2 separate regions of the Mus musculus genome follow, and region 2 is linked to region 1. A link is a contact called in public HiChIP or PLAC-seq data. All regions are on one chromosome and are shown on one strand. The core of a region is the stretch at or near the end of the contact, and the rest is flanking DNA. Distances in the headings are between cores, read along the strand shown.

Evidence for each region. HiChIP or PLAC-seq counts read pairs in DNA pulled down with a chosen protein or histone mark.
Region 2: a contact with region 1 is called in a FOXA1 HiChIP or PLAC-seq map of pancreatic cancer cells. The contact joins two enhancer-like sites. A contact is called at or near these places in 1 of 484 Hi-C or Micro-C datasets (stem cell-derived neural progenitor cells) and 1 of 115 datasets of contacts at active chromatin or transcription factors (pancreatic cancer cells).

What each region holds. Positions count from the first base shown.
Region 1 is chr2:141,268,575-141,275,821 of GRCm38.p6, forward strand. The region is part of intron 5 of Macrod2 (mono-ADP ribosylhydrolase 2); the gene reads left to right. Among named protein-coding and RNA genes, the nearest start is that of Gm25583, 370 kb to the right of the region's middle. Within about 2 kb of position 3,392, at least 29 of the 459 cell types and tissues checked have an H3K27ac peak or open chromatin away from gene starts, as enhancers often do. A contact at or near this core is called in pancreatic cancer cells, where this site is marked.
Region 2 is chr2:140,814,830-140,822,076 of GRCm38.p6, forward strand. The region is part of intron 3 of Macrod2 (mono-ADP ribosylhydrolase 2); the gene reads left to right. Among named protein-coding and RNA genes, the nearest start is that of Flrt3, 150 kb to the left of the region's middle. Within about 2 kb of position 4,717, at least 22 of the 459 cell types and tissues checked have an H3K27ac peak or open chromatin away from gene starts, as enhancers often do. A contact at or near this core is called in pancreatic cancer cells, where this site is marked.

The DNA.
Region 1 (7,247 bases), core at 2,142-4,641:
GTATCTTAAGTAGTTTTAAAATCCACATACTTTCACATTTTCAAAGTCATTTGAATTTGGAAAATGATTTTAAAATTCCTTAATACTGTCCTCTTAACTTGTACCTTCAAATTTTAGTATTTTTGAAGGCCATAGGACAAAACCATCAAAATAACAGTTTACAATATCATGAACTAAACTAAACCTAAGTAAGACTTTTCAGATTTTACACTTTTTTTCGGTACCAGACTCACTCCAAATCTCATATAAAAGTTAGGGACTTGCTTTGTATCCTATTCCAGTCTATATCAGATTCTCAGTATTTCAGGCTCTTTATTAGATGTAACACCTTAAAGTCCACCAATCACATTGTTTAATTGTACTAAACTTGGCTTTGTTTTATACCCTTTAATGACTGAAGTCATTAATAGATTTTAACTTGTTACATATCTTATAATCGATGTTATAGTTTTAACTTAACAAAGCATGTGTGTGTGTGTGTGTGTGTGTGTGTAAGAAAGGAAAATGTTAGTGCTTATTAAGTTAAAAATATAACATTAATTATAAAATATGTCCCAAGTTGAAATCTATTAATGACTTCAGCCATTAAAGACGTAAGACAAAGCCAAATGCCATAAATATGATATATCTCTATATATAGATATTTCTGGCTGTCTCTATCTAATCTCTCTCTATCATCTAGATCATCTATATCCATATCTATATCATCTATATTTATATCATTTATATAGATAGGTAGATAGATAGGTGAATAGAGAAGCTGTGGTATAGCTTCTTTAACTGTTGAGTCGCAACAACTATCTCAATTTTCATAAATGAATGTGGAGGTTGTACAAAACTTGGCAACAGTAATAGCAATTCTAAGTATGTGATGAATACAAATTAATCCTCATCAAACAAGCATGTACTAGATCAGTGGGTTTCTAGCAGTGCTTACCATATTGTATCCTGAGACTGGCTATACTACCTGAGACTGGCTATACTACTGCCTTCTTTCTAGACAGACCACATGCATAACCTATGGCCAGTACAGATCATAAAAGAACATAGCCTGAATCATGGCAACTCAGATTTAAGATTATTCTGTGCTATGATTTGTAAGGTTTTTTTTGTTTTGTTTTGTTTTTTTTTTTTTTACTGTATATGCAAAGTTATCTAGTCTCGTGAAAACATAATGATTTAATTATAGAAAACAAATACTCTCAGTGTTTTCCTACTATTAATCCAGAACATGTAACAAATTAATGTATCTTTGGATTGTATGGTTTATGAGTACTTGATTTTAAACATTGCTCTTTGAGTTGCTGACCTGAGTTTTATTAAAAACATCCTGGGTAGGGAGAGATGTCTCAGCGGTTAAGAAGGAGTAATGCTTTGTCTCCTGTAGAGGACTCAAGTTTGAGTCCCAACAGTCACAGTGGATCTTTGGCCTTTGTGGGTATCTACACCAACGTGGCATATACACAAAGAGACACAAGATTGAACCCATAATTTAAAATACTAACAATGAATATTTTAAAGAAATCATTAAATTAAAATTTGTCTATGATTAGGACAGAATTCCTAACAACTTCTGAGGTGCCCACAAATGTATCTCTGCCATTTTGTCACCACTCTTATGTAAGCATCGTTCATAGAATGGATAGATGATTTTAAAATTAAAATCGACGAACTCTGAAAACTTATCTTATAGCATCTGATAATTAGCCAAGGTGTGTTTATCAGAAAATAGACACACACTTCCAAGTTGTTAGTATGCAGATTTTTTCTGTAAAAACATTAAGATGAAACGTGTACCCAAAGTATCATTTGTTTAAGAAGCGCTGATCTCTGCCATCTTGTTTTAGTGTAATGTAGGGTTTGTGAGCGTATATTATTCCCAGCATGCATCTCTGCAGTCTGTGTCTGGGACTTCTGCATTAATTTCAGTGCTTTAATTTCTTTGCAATGGAGTCAAATACAATTTATTTTAAAAAAAGAAAAGTGAAGGATAGTTTAAGAGACTGAAAGAATACGATGACTACAATTCCTATCCTGGGGCAAAGATGTGGGCACAAAATTTTATACTAAACACTTGTGAAATACCTCATGACAGCTAGACATGGTCACCTTCAGCCTATTTGTGAAGGTAATTATGAACTCTCATGAGGTTCTAAAATGGTTTCAGAGTAAAATTCCAGGTGGCTAATTGGAGAATGTGGGGATTTTTCTTTAACATGCTAGGAATATCAAGAAAACCCAACTGTGATACCAACCTCTTCTTTATTTCTTCCTCCTTTTATTTGCTCTACCTTCAGTGTTCTGTGCTTACTTCCTCCTCTTTTTCTGATTTCCATACTTTCTCTTTTCATTGTTTTCTTCCTCCAGATCCAATCTTCCCTCCTCCATTCTCATTACTAGTCTTGCTTCTGTTGAGTTAATTTTAAATTTCTTCATCTCTTTACTATTGTTTATTATTGTTGTTCTTGGTGTGTGTGTGTGTGTGTGTGTGTGTGTGTACTAGTTCACATGTGCCACAGTACATATGTGGAGGTCAGATAACAACTTCTGGAACTTAGTCCTTTCCTACTATGGGTTTCCGGGATCAAAGTTGGGTTGTGATGAGTGGTGTGCCCATTTCCTCAATCCCTGCTTACCCCTTTCTTCACCTACTACAAGAACATGTTCAAGCTACAAAGTCATAAAACTATTGAATGTAGTTGGGAAATAAAACTAAGAAAAATTAGGGACCTTTTTTACCCAAATGTGAATAGTTTCCTTTGGCTGACATGTATTCTTGGGACAAACATATTAGAAGGTGATCAACACCCAGGTCCAACAGAGTTCTTTCATCTGGAACTTATAGCTAGTGAATTAAGACTTGGTCAAAGATTATGTGATAGCTAGTTTAAATTTGGAGTTAAAATTGAGAACTTATTCTGCTCATTCTCCCCCCTCAAGTGAAGTGAGCCCAGAGAACGGAATGACGGACATGTGGGCCTCTAGTAAATGAGGTCACGCTATGTGTAGTACTTCAGTATTCAAGCTTCCATCTGAAAGTGGGTGTCAGGGAGAAACTGATTGCTGCAGTGGCTGAGGGCGGCTCCAGACTCTCCTGCAGCTGTCAGCAGTGCCCTGCTCTGCCCTTCCTTCCACCTCCTCCTGATAATCTGTTACTCAGGGGAAAGAGACCTGGGAGAGTGAAGTGACTCATTAATCTATTAGGCAACAGGACTCTGGGGTTTGACTCAAGCAGATCACAATGCCATCATCCTGGTTTCCTTGGCACCTCAGAGGCACAGGAAACCTGGGATTTGAAAGTCGTGAATTCAGTATTGACAGGGGGGGTGCAGAGAATGCCACTGGTGTTGGGCTGAAACAGGCATGCTGATTATGTAACAGATTCCAGCACACTTCCCACTGGTGGTGGGTTTGACTGACATTTTATGGGCCTTATTACTCTTGAAACTAACACTAAAAATGCCATGACAAGCTCAAGATGGAAATATGAACACAGAATCCTCTCCCTGCTGAACTAGAAAATGCCTTTTTGTAATCCTTCCCCGAAGAAGTTTCCTGGGCAGGGGGCTCTACTCACATGATTTAGAGTGATCAGTTTCCTGTGTGTCCTACAGGAAACTTGAGGATCTCGAGATAGAGCAACACTGCACAGTTTTGTCCACAGAACTTCTCTTTAGACACACATGCTGACTTTTGAAGTATCGAGTAAGATGCAGAAGACATCAATGGCTTGATATGTACTGTGTTTACAGGATGGATTTAGTGTTTTCTTGAGGATAATTTCCTGGTAGTGGGAGTTCATCATTTTAACAGTATAGAAACAGAGATGCAGCAGAAATTTCTCATTAGGGGATGCAAGATGATTTGCTTTTCTGATTACAACAGTTTGTTTTTATTGAATTGTTGCCTTTCCTTGAGGGAATCAGAATAGCCAAAACTCAGAGTTAGAATGCCAACCCCTCCAGTTTTCTCCTTTGTTCATACAGCACAAGGTGTGAGTTAGGTGCCATGCCCACCATCATCTTGGCTTCTGAGTCCTATCTGTACTGTTATATAATTAATAGTAACAATAACACAATGGGAATAAGAATTGGAATTACAGAATCCTTTATACTTTTGAACTCAGGCAGTGTTTCCACAAACACTCTGCTTTACATTAGTGTTATTATTTGTTTATGTTTTAAGATCAACCTAAATATAAAACATGGATGGAGTTGGTTTGCTTGTAATGTTCTCCCAAATTGAATGCCCTCTGCCCTTTAAACATGTCTTCCAGTGAAGCTTGTGTCGGGGCGGCTAGCACACACCGAAAGATCTCTTTGTTGAAGGAAGTTCTATGAAGGAACTGTGGTGTGAAAATCATGTTTCTTTTCATTAAGGATTGAGGGATGTGGGGTCAGAAATCACCTTGAGGTGCAGGCAAAGGGCTCATTTTTTTTTTTCTTTTTTGGAAGTACACATTCATTGTTGGCAAAGCATAAGTGGTTTTTGATAGAACTATTTTTGTGTATAAATTACTATAAATGGGCAACAGATGTTTGTGTTTAAGGGGCTTCCTTGGATTGGTCAGCAAGATAAGAATGCATGTGGGGACAGTTAAGGAGCAGCTGGTGTCAATTTAAAGGAAAGATGTCTTATCCTTCTCTGTCTTGGTCAGTCTGAGAATAGCAACCTCAGTGTGTGAAGTTATCGGTTCAGTGGCGATATAATATCCTGACTGGTTGGTTAGAGAAATCGACCAGTAACAGCACAATGAAAATGCCAGCTATTGGAGTCAAGCTCCCTTGGCGTTTCCTTAAGTGCTCTTACTAGATATGTAGTCTCATTCTCTTCAGTCTTAGGTATGGCTGATTTCAGATGATGCATTCTAATAATTTGATTACAAAGGTGATAAATGTTATCCTGTATAAAATAACGCATGGCTAGAGTCTTTCTGGAAGTATGGCTATGATTATGTTATTTAGACATTTTCTAACATTAAAATATGGAAAGGCAATCATGGTGGGATATAATCCTGCTGTATTTCAGGAGGTAGGTATTCATGTGAATGGCAAGGGAAAAGCCTCCTACACCCATTGCCTATTATGGATTATGTGATAAAACTAATTTGGACATTGGTTATGTATAAGGTAAAGACTTGTAAGACAAAATCCTACAGACCTTTATTTTGTATGGCATGGTTTTCAATCCCACAAGCAGTAAATTTATTGGTGGAATTAAAGCTACTGATGGAATTATTTTTGAATCTGCCTTTTGATGGCAGACTGTGTTTTTCCTTGTGTTAATTTCTTTTTAATTGAGTTAAGTCAGATTGTGTGTTGCACTAATTTCAAGTCTATGGAAGTTGTATGACCACCTTCAATCAAGAAAGAGAACATGGTCAACATCCCAGGATCCCCCTCCCCTGCTGCCTCTTCTCCTTTCATTCTCTCCACATGAGCAGCCACTATTCTGGGTCAGGTCATATAGGTAGGACACAGAAAACTATAATTAACTCTAGTCTTTCTCCAAAGCTCTTATATGAAATGCCACTTCACTTTTTAAATTCAATTAAAAGATTTGTTTATTTTATGTATATGAGGGTGTGGCTTATTTTAAGTATATGAGGGTATGTCTGTTCACCATTTATGTGCCTGGTGCCCAGGGAGATCAGAAGAATGCCTCTGAAACCCTGAACATGACATTATGAATGGTTGTGAGCAACTATGTAGATGCTAGCAATTGAATCCAGGTCTTCTGCAAGAAGAACAAGCTGTTAACTTCTGAGCATACTTTCCAGCCTTAGAAATGCCCCTTTAAAATACTCCAGATAACAGTGGTTAGCACAGCCGGATCAGGTGACTAGTTTAACCACAATGTTTGGTTTGCAAACAGGGTTACCAAAAAAGCAAACTAGTGGTTACACTTTGGCTATCCTCATGTCACGTGGAGTCCCACAGTTCCTTTTCTGTTGTGAACTATTTTGCCCAATAAAACATTTAAAATGTATCCATACTGCTTCACACACAAGTTACTCCTCTTTATTCCTGCATAGGGTCCCATTTATGTATAGATCAATATTTATACCTCCATTCATCTGTTTGGTGGGCATTTGAGTTTTTCTTTTTCATAATTTTTACTGTTGGAAGCAAAGCTGAGAAAAGTATTCTTGCACATGTTTTCTTGTGAACAGTTGTGTTCATTTCTCATAGATACCTGTGAGGACTTGCATTGCTAGGTGATAATACGGCTTAGAAATTTTAGCATTCTACAGGGTGTGTGCTGGTATTCACTGTGGTTTTAATTTGCATGTGCTTGAAAAGAATGGGACTGAATCTTTTTCCATATCACTATCAGCCATTTGGATCTTCTCTCTGCAAATAATTTCCCAAGCCTTCTGCTCGTTTCACCATTGGATGCTTTCCTTCTCTGTTTTTAATAATTTATGCATTGCAATGTAAATCCATTGTCTCCGGTAGACTGAATCATCCTTTGGATTGAATGGTCACTTCACCATACTTTAAAAAATTCCTATATAGCCCAAGCTAGACTCAGACTTGCTATAGTCCTGCCCCATACTCCCTACCCAACATCACTCCACTCTCCTAGTTTGCAGTGAACAGAAAAATTGAGTACATTGGATTTCAATCAGGTTTTCTTTTTAACAACTTATGACTATCTATGACCTGCTCACGGAGTCGATAGTCTTCTGCTGTCTTGTTTTTCACATTTACTTTCTGTGACTGTGATTTTTTAAACTCCTGTAAGAAGTTTTGGACTATTGTGTTTATTTTGTTCTTAATAGCAGAAATTTGAGCAAGACACAGTCAAGATCCTCATTACTAAAAGCAATGACAACTTTGCAATAAATGCTAAGCTGTCTTTTCTCTAGGATGGTTATAAGTGTTAACATGATGTTCATGGAAATGTTTGGAGCATTGTCATTGTTTATACTGTTGTGTTATCACATTTTCAGTCTTATTAAGGCTATGTACACCGACCTCTTACTTTCCTGGCAAGTGGATGTCAGTAACTGTAACTTTGAAGTTGTCATAGCTGAGACCTGGAATGATTGGGTAGGATGTTTGCCTTGACTGTTGCCAACTACAAGCTTTCTCTATACATAACATCAGTACGTGTGTTTAATAATGATGAAACTTTTCAAATGTTTATGATTCACTCCTAAAGGCATTTAGCTTTTAAAAAGCCATCCACGTACTCAAATAATCACGTTCTTTAAATGTGCATTGAAATACCTCATCTTCTGT
Region 2 (7,247 bases), core at 3,467-5,966, 450 kb before region 1:
CTAGGGAATATCTTCATAGACTGGTGTAGTTAATAATAAATAGAAAGAGAATTATATGTATATAAAAAGAAATAGAAATCTGAATTATATGTCTTCTATTCGAATCCATATTCTGCCATTTCTGAGTATGGGAAATCGTGGATTTAAGACTGCACATATTGGAGTAAAGTGACATAAATTTAAATATTAGTGCCAATACTTTTCCTTGTGCACGCACCTCAACTTTCGTGTGCTCCAGTCTTTTAAATAAGAAACTAATAAGCAATAAGCAGTATCTGTGTGGTCAGCTTCTTGGGGCACTAAACTAATTAGTGATGTACCAGGCATCCAATAACAACTGTAAGCCATCTGGGCAGTGGTAAGAATTTAGGCTACAAATATACATTTGAATGATTATCTGATGATTACCATTCATCAGTGTAATCCACTTTCTTCAACTTTCTGTTGCACTTGCATGAAAGGAAGGGCTCCACAGTGAATCACAGCACACATGGAGGCAAAAGCTGTTTCTAAATCAATGGAGAGAGAAAAGTCAGAGTTATCCTAGGAACCAGATACTTAGCCTTGAAGCCCTTATTGAGCTGAAGCGTTCTTATGTTTCTTTGTTTTGTTTTTAATAAGCACTTCAGATATTTTTAATAGGCTAATAGCTTCTGAACTTTCTTGTTATGCTCCTGAAGTATGGTTTAAATTCAGAGAGGACTTTATTAGAAAGTCTTTGGTTTGCTTTGAAATTCAAGACCTGTTTCAGTTCATAGCTAGTAAACACAAACAAGCGCATAGACTGATTGGACTTTAGAAATAGACCCTTTTGGGCTAGGGAGATGGGCTGGAGGGGAATCTAAGTGTGATCCCTACAAATAAAGATGGGAAGAGAAACTGACTTCACAGATCTCTATGATCTCTGTCTGAGCACTGTCGCATGCCCCTGCATCTCACACATTACCACCCTCACACAAAATTAAGCAAACAATCAAACCCCAAACCCTTTTAGGATTTAGGAGGTAAGGCAGGGAGATTAAGAATTCATGTTCTAGGATAACCTAAGCTTCATGAAAACCAGTCTCAAACAAACAAACAAACAAACAAACAAACAAATGGTTGAATAAAATAAAACAGTTTTAGAATGATATATTTCAAGCCAGTTAGAAAATCACATATTTACTTAATGTAGAATTGAAAACTCCACTGATGTCTTTATATTTAAGTCAAAAGCAGCCAAATGGACTCAAAACCTCATTCATATGACAAAACACTTTGGTTCAGGTTATTTATTGATGGTCAAAAGCTAATACTGATGTTTCTGGCACCCCTAAAGGTGTATTTTTCATGATAAAATTTGATTAGTTATAGCACATATTTCAATAATTTTTACTTTAATAATTCATTAAACATTTAAACTTGAGAAACACATATGCCCTGTGACTCATAAACATTTTGAAAGATTTGTCTATAAAATTATCAGTATCAGTTTTTAGACAACAGATACAAGTATATTTATGAATGCACTGTTCATTGGTAATAGAAAAAAATACTGGAAACCATCCAAGTAGCCATGTAATAAGAGTGGTTTTATGCAGACATTATTTTTCACCAATCTCTTACTTTTTAGACCTGGCTGGTCTAGAATTTGGTATGTAGACCTGATGGTTCTCAAATATCGAGAGATCCACCTGCCTCTGCCTCTGCCTCTGCCTCTGCCTCTGCCTCTGCCTCTGCCTCTGCCTCTGCCTCTGCCTCTGCCTCTGCCTCTGCCTCTGCCTCTGCCTCTGCCTCTGCCTCTGCCTCTGCCTCTGCCTCTGCCTCTGCCTCTGCCTCTGCCTCTGCCTCTGCCTCTGCCTCTGCCTCTGCCTCTGCCTCTGCCTCTGCCTCTGCCTCAAGTAGTAGGTTTAAAGCCGAACACTACCATACCTTTAAACTTATATTGATATATGCTATTTTCTTATAGCCATAAATATTCGTGAATAAGAAAATTATGTTGCATAGCAACTTTATTTTGTAATAATACATAGATACTTCTTTTATATGTATATATTTGTCTCTTACATGTATGTGTTGACTAGAATAGTCCATAAGTTGGACTTCTTTAATCTAATTTCTCTTTCAGATATTATTTGTGAAAGAATATGGTTAATCCTCTACCATGCTATAATGTAGTTATATGTGTTTAATATGTTTGTATAGGTTTGACTTAATAAAACAGTTTCCTGAATTGCTTATTCTCCCTAATGGAAACATAGGGACAGGATGAAGCCTTATATAATTTAAGATAGGAGGATCTGACATAATGGATAATGATTTTGGCTAACACCTATAGTGCCCGGTGTGTATAAACTATACATGTTCATTCCAAGTCCCAAGAGAATTCAGATCAAACAAAATAGGATAACTTAAAAAGGAGGCTTGTTTACATAGATGCTAGGTCTAAGATTTGGGGCCAGATGTTGGTTAGGACTTTAAGGAATTAGTCAAGAACCAGAGGGCTACCAACAGCATGGCTGTGGCCACTCTAGGACAAAGAGCTGAAGGAAGGTGCAGGTTATCAGAACCCAAGAGAGAGAAAGGCTTGCTGTCCGTTTGCCTAAGAATTTTATAAATTTACTGTATGTTTTTTTTAATTCACTTTATATCTCCATCACTGCCCCCCCTTCTTGGTCACCTCTTCCCACAATCCTTCCCCCATCCCCTTTTGCTTCTACTTTGAATGGGTGGGCCCCTTTTGGATATCCCCCACCACCCTGGCATTCAAGTCTCTGTGAGGCTAGGCACTTCCTCTCCCATTGAGGCCAGATAGGCAGCTCAGCTAGAAGAACATATCCCACATACAGGTAACAGCTTCTGGGGTAGCCCCTGCTCCAGTTGTTCTGGATTCATATGAAGACCAAGCAGCACATCTGATACATATGTGCAGGGAGGCCTAGGTTCATCCCATGCATGTTCTCTGGTTGGTGGATCAGACTCTGAGAGCCCCCCAAGGGTCCAGGTTAGTTGACTCTGCTGGTATTCTGTGGAGTTCCTATACCTTCCAGGGCCCACAATTACTGTTCTTTTTCTCCTCCTCCTCCTCCTCCTCTTTCCAGATTGACTGGTTTTATTGAAACAAATTAGCCAGCCCCCCTAAAATGTATGTATATAAGGGTACATGGTCAAACTTACAGTTAATTAACTAAACGTGTATCATATACTCTCGGATAGAAACATACTTTAGTTTTCAAATGAAAATTGGTTTATCATCAAAAGCTTTCTTGTCAAATACAAGTTAAAATAACTGTTTGCTTCTTGTATTAGTATAGCTATAATACATTTGAACTTATGCCTCCTCTACCTCATTTAGAAATGCTGTCCATTAATTGTTTGGAAAACCCAAGATTGGGCTACTCAAGTAATCCCATTTTTGTAACGGAGCCAGTATTATCATTACGGAAATTACAATTGATCCAGAACATACTGTCAAGAGGGTGAGGCTGGCGTAGGGATGAGCATGCTGCACTGGCTGATTTTGTGTTAGCTGCCTTCATTATGGAATGTTAGGAGCTGCCTGCTAACGCTTCTGTTCTCTTCATCATCAACTTAGTGATCTTCAGTACAGTGGTATTCAGTTGACTTTGTGCATACTACCTGTATACTTTTGAACTTGGGGTACACATAGACATGTATACAGATGCTTGCACACATGTAATAGTAGTGAGAAGATGATAGCATTAAGCATTCAAATTGATTTTACTGCTTGTCCTCCTGTCTAGTTCTAGACAAGTGTCTCAACAATACTGGGTCTTCTTGTGCTTCCTTTCCTTTTTCCTTTTTCCTTTTTCCTTTTTCCTTTTTCCTTTTTCCTTTTTCCTTTTTCCTTTTTCCTTTTTCCTTTTTCCTTTTTCCTTTTTCCTTTTTCCTTTTTCCTTTTTCCTTTTTCCTTTTTCCTTTTTCCTTTCCTTTCCTTTCCTTTCCTTTCCTTTCCTTCTTTCCTTTCCTTTCCTTTCTTTTCCCTTCCCTTCCCTTCCCTTCCCCTTCCCCTTCCCCTTCCCTCCCCTCCCCTCCTCTTTCCCTCCTCTTCCCTTTCTTTTCTTTTCTTTTCTTTCTCCCTTCATCCTCCTCCTCCTCTTCCTCCTTTCCTCCTCCTCCTCCTCCTCCTCCTCCTCCTCCTCCTCCTCCTCCTCCTCCTCCTCCTCCTTCTCCATCTTCTTCTACAAAGAAGGGATTGGGTCAATTAAGCATTCTCCAAGGTTACTGAGCACCCAGAGTTAGCCTGTGAGGAAAGCTGACAAAACAGGCAGCTGTATCTCCTTCTGTGCACTTCAGTCAGGATTATTCTGTTCTGTATTATTACATTTTGTTAACAATTCCAAGCAACTCTTGTAATTCGTGGTGCCTTTGCACATCTTTATCAGCTTCTGTAGGGACTTTTGTGTTGTACTTTCGGCTTCATAGTAATTTCCATCTTCTTCAAGCCATACAGACTCTGGAATAATCAATGGCTCCTTTGACTTCTGCAGTAAGAATAAAATATAAAGCATTCATCATGTGTCTCTACTTGCTTTCTACATGTGAAGCACTTAAGCCTGTTCTTAATTTTCTTTTTGTCAGCTTCAAAGCAGGAAATCATACTGTTGGCCCTACCTTCTGGCACTCTGTAGAATTTGCCTGGAAGGTGTAAATCTAGTAAAGTATAAGCTAAGGGCTTTTGCCAAACTGATGGCTGCATTCGTCTCTGTGGCTTGCATTTCCACAGATGTCAGTGGTTTTGGTCACCCCTGATATGAAGCTGTGTGTTCTAGAGGCAGACACGTGCTTGGGGTTTCATTTTATTTTTTCAGCACTTCCTACTCTGAACTTCAAAGCACAGGAAATAAAAATGAATGTCATTATAAAGGGTGACATTTCTTTTATAATAGCATGTTTTGAATGAAATTGTTATTCTAAGTAGAGCTCCTGGGAAAGTTGTTGCCAACAATAATTTTTGACATCTCACATGCTCCATTGTAATAAGAAATAAGAATAAATAAACAGAGCTAGGTGGTCAGGATTCTGTTCAGATTAAAACAAGTATAATTTCCTGTGTAATATGATGAAAAGCAAACAAAAGCCCTGTGCAAACACTTCTGTTGAATGTTTAAAGACTGGTCTCCCAGACTGTTGCTTGTTTGACAAGATAGTTTAGGGTGAGTTAGAAATGAGGTAAGAAAACAAATAACTGTGGAGATAAGAGACTTGATTCTTTCAGACTCATGTAAGAAACATTCACATGATTTTTAGAAAGTGCTGCTGAGGCTGGAGAGATGGCTCAGTGGTTAAGATCACTAGCTGCTGCTCCTCAGTTCCCAGCACTCAAATGGCAGTTAACAACTGTTTGCATTGCCAGTCCCAGAGAATCTGGCACACTCTTCTGACTTTTGTGGGCATCAAGCACACATATGATACACAGACACATAAGTAAGTGAATAAACAAATAAAAATTTAAATTAATATTGAGAAGATGGTTCAGTGGGTAGAGATGCTTACAGTTGAGTCTGACTATCCTGATTTGATTTCAGGGACTCAGTAGGAGGAGGGAACCAATGCCCTCAAATTGTTCATTAACCAACACAAGCCTGTACCCTGCCCCTGGTTCTAAATAATAGCAAAATATGTAGAGTAAATATGTTTACTCTAAAGAATGAATGTGAATAGTTGGATAAGATTATGGACAGGGTTTTATTGCAGAGAGCAGATGATACTGAGTGGTCTTGGATCCAGAAATAAAAGCTCAATGTGGCTACTGTGGTATTAATGTTGCTGCCTTCCATCACCCTGACCAAAACCTTAAACCATGCATAGTGCACTTTGCACTGGGTGTCCGTTTTCTCCAGAATCTTTCTCAGATGAGAAAGATTACAGTTAGTTTTTTATTAGTGAGTCAGAAGAATTTTAATCTTGGTCTCCGTACCTGGGTGATTGTTTTCTGGCAGAAGATAAGTGAAATAAAGGTGACCGGCTCATGTCCACCAGTTATTTAGTAACTGATATGGAATTAACATCTAGGTGGATTATCTTCCAATGTTTTCATGATTTGTCCCAAAAGTCTGATTATAAGCTTTTGTATTTTAATTTCTTTTGTTACTAATCACTTCTAAAGGAAACATGCACACCATGTACTATTTAGAAGTTTTTAAAGGAAGAAAGTAGTTTTATATCAATTTTATTTTAAAGTTGTGGATTATTGGAAATCACCATATTCTTTTGTTACTTAGGATGATTAGCCCAAGAAAGGATGGCTTACAATGTACTGCTTATGTTTTTGGTTTAATACATTGTGAATATTTACACATATAAAAACATGGTAAGTTTCATTAAATATTTTAAATTGGGGTTCAAAAGGAACAGGAAACTCCTCCAATCATTAGATTCGATCATTTATATAGTGTGCAGGTTAGCGTTCTGTCAATTTAATACAACCTAGGATCTTCTGGGAAGAGGGAACCTTAGTTGATAAAATGCCTCCATGCAACTGGCCTGTAGGACGATTGCTGTGGGATGCCCCAGACCAATGTGAGTGATGCCACTAATGGCAAATGTTTAGGAGATCAAGCTGAGCAAACCGTGTAGAGTAAGTCCTCCAAGGTCTCTGCTTTAGTTCCTGCCTCCAGGTTCCTGCATTGACCTCCTGCCCTGACTTTCCCACCATGATATGACTACTGGGTCATATTAACCAAATAACTCTTTCCTTCTCAAGTTGCTTTAGGTAGCAAGCCCCCCCCCCACACACACACATATTTGCAAGAAACAGTTTTTCTTATTTATATTCAAATTTTTAATGTCATGAGCACTGAGACTGTCTATCCAATGGAATCAAGTTATTTTGTTTGGACAAAACAATGAAAACACAGATCTTTCCAATTGCAGTGGTTCCTGTGAGCTGTGCATTTATTCAACCTTTGAGATAACTATTGTAACTTCAGTTTTGCTCCCCAAACTTGTAATAAATTAGTCATTTTATTTTAGATTGTTTGGAATGTGCTGGCTAGTAAGCAGGCACACAGAGAAGTTCCTAAGTCTTACTACAGAAGCATCAGGTTCATGTTTGTATTATTGTTTTGTCCTGCCTCCTGTCCCACAACCATGATGCTCTAGGAATAGCCCAGAACAGGATCACCAGTCATCCTGGCAAGACATTTTGAAGGCTCTAGAAATATATTTCATATGTTTTAAATAATAAGCATTTCAAATAAACTTTAAGAGCTTTGAAATAAGCCTTGGGTTTAGAGATAAGTCTG